Regions from separate parts of the Danio rerio genome. Here region 2 is linked to region 1. A link is a contact called in public Hi-C data. All regions are on one chromosome and are shown on one strand. The core of a region is the stretch at or near the end of the contact, and the rest is flanking DNA. Distances in the headings are between cores, read along the strand shown.

The links. Hi-C and Micro-C count contacts between places; a contact is called where the count stands out from the background.
Region 2: a contact with region 1 is called in a Hi-C map of embryo, with 2.9 times the contacts expected there. The contact joins the promoter of si:ch211-134c9.2 here to the enhancer-like site in region 1. A contact is called at or near these places in 3 of 18 Hi-C or Micro-C datasets (caudal fin, embryo and an unstated tissue).

What each region holds. Positions count from the first base shown.
Region 1 is chr1:13,487,165-13,490,167 of GRCz12tu, forward strand. The region is part of intron 7 of xpa (xeroderma pigmentosum, complementation group A); the gene reads left to right. Among named protein-coding and RNA genes, the nearest start is that of xpa, 15 kb to the left of the region's middle. Within about 2 kb of position 1,392, at least 3 of the 62 cell types and tissues checked have an H3K27ac peak or open chromatin away from gene starts, as enhancers often do.
Region 2 is chr1:13,579,858-13,582,860 of GRCz12tu, forward strand. It overlaps si:ch211-134c9.2 (a long non-coding RNA gene), which reads left to right and starts at 1,535. Exons shown (of 2, transcript NR_186850.1): 1 at 1,535-1,742; 2 at 2,788-3,003. It overlaps LOC141384873 (a long non-coding RNA gene), which reads right to left and starts at 1,542. Exons shown (of 3, transcript XR_012405476.1): 1 at 1,467-1,542. It also overlaps a transcript of stra6l not described here.

The DNA.
Region 1 (3,003 bases), core at 142-2,641:
TAGTGTTCAAGAAACTTTTCATTACCCATCTTAAAAACTAAAAAGGAATATTTGACTTGTTATAAAGGAGTTTTGTTGTTCTGTTGAGCTTAAATGAAGATATATTGAAGATTGTTGGAAACATGTAACCATTGACTTCCATAGTAGGAAAAACATTTACTATAAATGTCAGTGGTTACAGTTTCTAACATTCTTCAGTATATCCTCTTGCAAAACTCCAACAAGTTTAGAACGAGGACAGATTTTTCATTTATTGATGAACTATACTCCTTAAACATTAGCAAATGATTTGAAATACAGTATATTCTTGTAACTCGTCTTACTACCAATTTAAAGCATCTTACTGACGCCAAACATGTTGAACAGCAATGTGTGTGTGCGTGTGTGCCAAGCTTGGATTGGTTTTCCTTTAGCTTGTTTTTTTGGTACCATAATTCACAAGCCACATGTTCTCCGCTTGTGTCCATAAATCTTCCCCTGATTGATTCTAACGGCCCGCTTATTAATTTCGTAGTCTCTCTCCAGACTCGCTATGGACAAAGTATGAGCGCAAGATTGTTCGACAGTCCGTGTCACAAAAGGGTAATGAATTCATTCCTCAAGCGCCTTTAGAGGGGCATTTTTATTTCTGTTCTCATGCCTGTTGCGTTCTTATGACCTAATTGTGAAGTCTTAGCATAGCGGCTCTGAAATCTAAACCCCTCCACGCTTTTATCATCATTCACATTGACTGCGCACAGGGACATGAGATGAGCTGGACACCGAAAACTGTCCACCTGCAATTACTGTAATAATAGATCTAAAGTGCTTTTTGTTGATGGTTACAGCTGAAAACATATAACATTAATATTAGCCGGATCATGAGCTACAGAGCTACAGGCTGCTTTTGATAGATAGAAAACTGTATAGATTTGGCCTAGTGTTCATGCTGATGTCCCATCACCTCCGCTGACCCCTGGGGTCAACGTAAGGCCGAAAGATCAGCAAAGCACAGAGAAGGACATACCCCACTAATGCCTGCGCTTTGATTAATGGCACCCATGATTTGCCACCTGCCGTTTTATATGGCACTCTGTAAGTAACTGATCTCGAAGTGCTTGCATGCGTGGCGTCCGCATTTTAAATAGCTGCCTAAATTTATCAGCTTTGTGGAGGTCGTTAAAAATTCAGACACCGGCAAGTTTGACTCGCGTTCTGGTGTGAAAACAACCACTGTGAGCCATATCCAGCTGTCATGGTGCGCCGTATATTTTACCCTTTCGGACATGTGATGCTTGTACATGAGAGGTGTGGTTTCACCAAGTAGGACATGTTCCTGGATCAACATCTAACAACATTCCAATCAGAGTGAAGGGATAAGTTTTACCTTTTATGTTAAATTTAGGCTTAAGATCACACGATTTTGGCACAATTTCGGCATGATTTCCTTGATAGGGTTTTGTGGGGATTCATAACATTGACAAATGGGCATTGTGACAAAAGAGTCGTGCAATGTGGCATAGTTCACGATAACTGATACCATGCCTGGGATGTCTCACGACACCACAGCCGAAAGTCCAGCAGGTTTACTTTTTTCTTGTTCTTCACGACGAGTTCCGTCATGTGGGTGACACTGCACAATGGGAGCACATAATTTCTCGGTTATCTCAGCGGATGCTTGCCTTAATGCGTTGGTCAAGTAATCAAAAACTAGGCTGCATATTTACTTATGGATATGATCAATCATTAGTTATGCAAACTTGAACTGTTTTTCTAAAATACTAATATGTTTTAAGCTGTTTTATTTCACAGACTGGCACAAATATGCAGACATCTACATTCTCACAACAAGTGCCTGATTCTCTCATTCCTCCAACAGAGTTTGTTCTTCAGTAATCTGGGCACATGTTCGGTGCTGCGAGTACATTGCAAAAGGATTTCCTGCTTATTTAAATGTGTCATTAATAGTGATAACAGTATAATATAGGCTTCTGAAACTAACTTTATTTAGGTTAGATTATTATTTTATTTAACAAATCCACAAAATCACATGGCAACTCGTGTTTTGGCGCTGAAGCATATAGCAAACTTGTTTTGAAGCACATCACCTCAAAGGCCATTCGTTATTCTTTTTTATTTAGTAGTGACAGTGCATTCGGAGAGTATTTATAGCGCTTCACTTTTTCCACATTTTTTGATGTTCCAGCCTTATTCCAAAATGAAATAAATTCATTTATTTTCTCAGAGTTTTACACACATTGTAATAATGACATAATGACATAATAATTTATTAAAAATAAAAACCCTGAAAAATCACATGTACATCAGTATTCACAGCCTTTGCTGTGAAGCTCTAAATTGAGCTCAGGTACATTCTGTTTCCACTGATCATTGTTGAAATGTTTCAGCGGCTTAATTGGAGTTTACCTGTGGTAAGTTCAGTTGATTGTACATGATTTAAAAAGGCATTCACCTGTCTATATAAGGTCTCAGGGTTAACAGCATGTCAAAGCACAATCCATGCATGAAGACAAAGGAATTGTTCGTAGACCTCCGAGACAGGATTGTCTCGAGGCACAAGGCTGGGGAAGGTTACAGAAACAATTCTGGTGCTCTGAAAGTTCCGATAAGCACAGTGGCCTCCATCATCCATAAGTGGAAGATGTTTGGAACCACCAGGACTCTTCCTAGAGCTGGCCAGGCCATCTAAGCTGAGTGATCAGGGGAGAAGGGCTTTAGTCAGGGAGGTGATTAATAACTTGATGGTCACTCTGTCTGAGCTCCAGCGTATTTCTGTGTAGAGAGAAGAACCTTACAGAAGAACAACCATCTGTGCAGCAATCCACCAACCAGGTCTGTATGGCAGAGTGGCCAGACAGAAGCGACTCCCCGCCTGGAATTTGCCAAAAGGCATCTGAAGGACTATATATATATATATATCAGACCATAAGAAACAAAATTTTCTGGTCTGTAGAGACCAAAATTGAACGCTTTTGAGTGAATGCCTGGCGTTACGTTTGGAGA
Region 2 (3,003 bases), core at 285-2,784, 93 kb after region 1:
ATTTTTTACAGAATGTTATCACTGTTTTCATTTAGCTTTGGTTTTATTCATGCATACGTTCATGCTGTTCAGTCGCACTCTCTGTTTTTCAGTCTTTCTGATTTGCTTTTTCTTTCCATCTCATCTCCTTTCTTGTATAGGGTGGAGTGTCAGAATGGGATTTCGGTGGATTTGTTCCTTCATTGCTCTCTAGTTCCTTCTGTGAGTAATGGCTTTTTTTTTTTAGAAAACACTCTTTCACCTCAAAAAATCATGCAACTCTTTCTTGAAAAGAGGAAGTGATGCTTCGCTGTTAAAGGGGCTCTGTTGTGCTTTTTACTATTTTAACTTCCTTTTAATGTATAATTTGGCAGTTTAAGTGTAAAAAAGGTCTGCAAAGTTACAAAACACAAAATTCAAACCCAAAACGTCCCAAAATTGTACTAAGTTATACTACGATACACCACAGGTTACAGTAGCAAAAACTATGCTATACTACAGTATTTATTACAATTTTCCTGTTCACTATAGTCAGGCCTGGCGCCAGGAAGTCAAAGCTAAGGGGGCACTTTAAATCCATAGGGGGGCACTAGACCTGGTGACTGATTTTGGTATCTTGTTTCTTTCATTTATGGTTACATGTAACAGTGTTACGTAATTTAATTACAAAATAAAAGTAACAGTAATTAGTTACAGTTACTGAGAATAAATGTGTAACTAAATTACAGTTACTTGTGAAAATGTTAAAGATTACAAATGGGATTATTGTTGAATAATGTTAATCTGTTGCTTTGACTGTTTTTGATATGCATGATGCCTTCTGATAAGGCCATTTATTAAAGAGCTGCTTACTGATGCTTTTGTTTGATTAGGTCAAACCCGCTCAGTGTAAATGCTTGAAAATGATTTATCTGAAAATATCCATTAGAAACCTTAAAGTAATCAAAAAGTAGTCAGATGTGATAAGTTTCTTTACTTTTATAAAGTAATCGAAAAGGTACACTACTTATTACATTTTAAATAGGGTAATTTGTAATCTGTAATCTATTACATTTCCAAAGTAACCTCCCCAACACTGAGTATAAATCAGCCTAAAGGACTAGCTTTAATCTCACCATTTTCATAATTCAATTGCTATGTCATTTATTTTAAAATATTTAAATGTGTGTTGGTTGGAACGACGAGGGTGTTAATAATTAATGACAGAAAGAATTTTCAGTTTGAGTGAACAATCCTTTATAAAAACTGGGGGGCACAAACTCTTTCTGAGGGGGCAATGCCCTCAGACAGAGATGTTTACGAGCGAGCTAAATGCTGCATTGTGTAACTATGGTACACAGACGGTACTGCTACTTCATAGTTGCCTAAATATCACTCTGAAATCCCGCCAAGACTCTCAAAGAACTTAAAAGAGTAATAAGAGATGAGCATGATATGACGTGAATACTAGTTAGCTCTCATAGAAATATACATTGGATGTCGCCTACCCTGATGTTGTCTATTGAAAGGAATTCGTCAATGGGCTATATGCACGCAGTACTTCCGCGTTTTGTCTAAGGCCGCGGTCCAGCTTCCGGTCTGGGTGATTTTAAGCGGAGGTAAACAGTATTATGGCAGAGTCGTCAATATTTACTCGCTGTTTGCGAGTAAATTATGGTCAACGATGTGCAAATGATTGTCCGGATGTGCTCTACAACACCGCAGAGCAAAGCTTGAGAAGGGTTTCAAGTTTTATGCATCTTCCTACCTGTGCAATTATGAAGGTAAGTTCAGCTAGCCTGAAGGCTAACTTTAGCGTTAATACTCTTACGATCCGTCCATCTGCAGCTTTATCACGTAAGTAAAAATAATCATATGTGTACGTAATTCTGTCTCAAAGTGTCAGGTAAAAACAGGGCAGGAATAAGATCTCAGTGAGTTCATTACTACCGATAGATCTGAAGAAATCGGAGTCTCCTCACCAGCTGAGAGTAGGACAGCATACATGTGAAGTTCTGTCCCATTCATACTTTTACTGTTCTAAAGTGACCACCACTGTTCAGTTCGGATAATTACAGAAACACAGATGCTGTCTTAGCTTGTAAGCATGATTATTGAGCAAGATATATTAGGAATAAAATAATACAATGCCGTTCCATCCACAACAGACAAATAGCACTATGTCAATGCTGAGATTTATTGCTGAAACATTGGAGATGACAGATGCAGTGTAACAGTGTAGATAGCATGCTTTCTATTTAGTCGATAACATTGTAATTAAATGGGAGGGTGACCCAAAACAATAAGGTGTCATTAGTTAATTTCACATCAACAATTTGTCTATTGCAGTAATAGCTAATGTTAACAAGCATGACTTTGGATTTTTATTCATTAGTAAATTAGTTTAACAATGCTAACTATTAAATATTAAATAGTTATTTTAATAGTGAGCAAATACATTAACTAATGAAACCTTATTTTAAAGTGTGACTAAAGGGAGCTACTTCTAAATAATTTAAATGAATGATTTACTGTGTAGTTTAATCTGATGATATTGCTGCAGATGCCTTTCAAAAGAAGATATTTTGAAGAAAGCTGAAAACCTGTAACCATTGACTTCCATAGTAGGAAAAAGAACTACTATGAATATCAGTTGTTGCAAGTTTCCAGCTTTCTTCAAAGTATTTTTGTTTGTGTTAAACCTCAGAAAGAAACTCAAACAGGTTTGGAACAAGTGAAGGATGAGGAAATAGAATTTTCAGTTTTGAGTGAACTGCCTTTAATGACTCTCTTTAAAAACCTATTAATATTCTTGTTTCTGTTTTCTAGGTAACATTATGAGATTCAGAGCTAGAAAATTTTATGTGTTACTTCATCCTGGAGCGGACATCCGTCAGAAGATCCATGCCATCGTCTGCTAGTTAATAGCTCCTGCTCTTGTGTGGCTGAGAGTGGGATATGCAAACATTTGGTTGCTTTGCTTTTCCAGACAGCCCATTACTCTGAAATGTGTAATGTGTGTTGTCACATGAACAATTGTTTGGA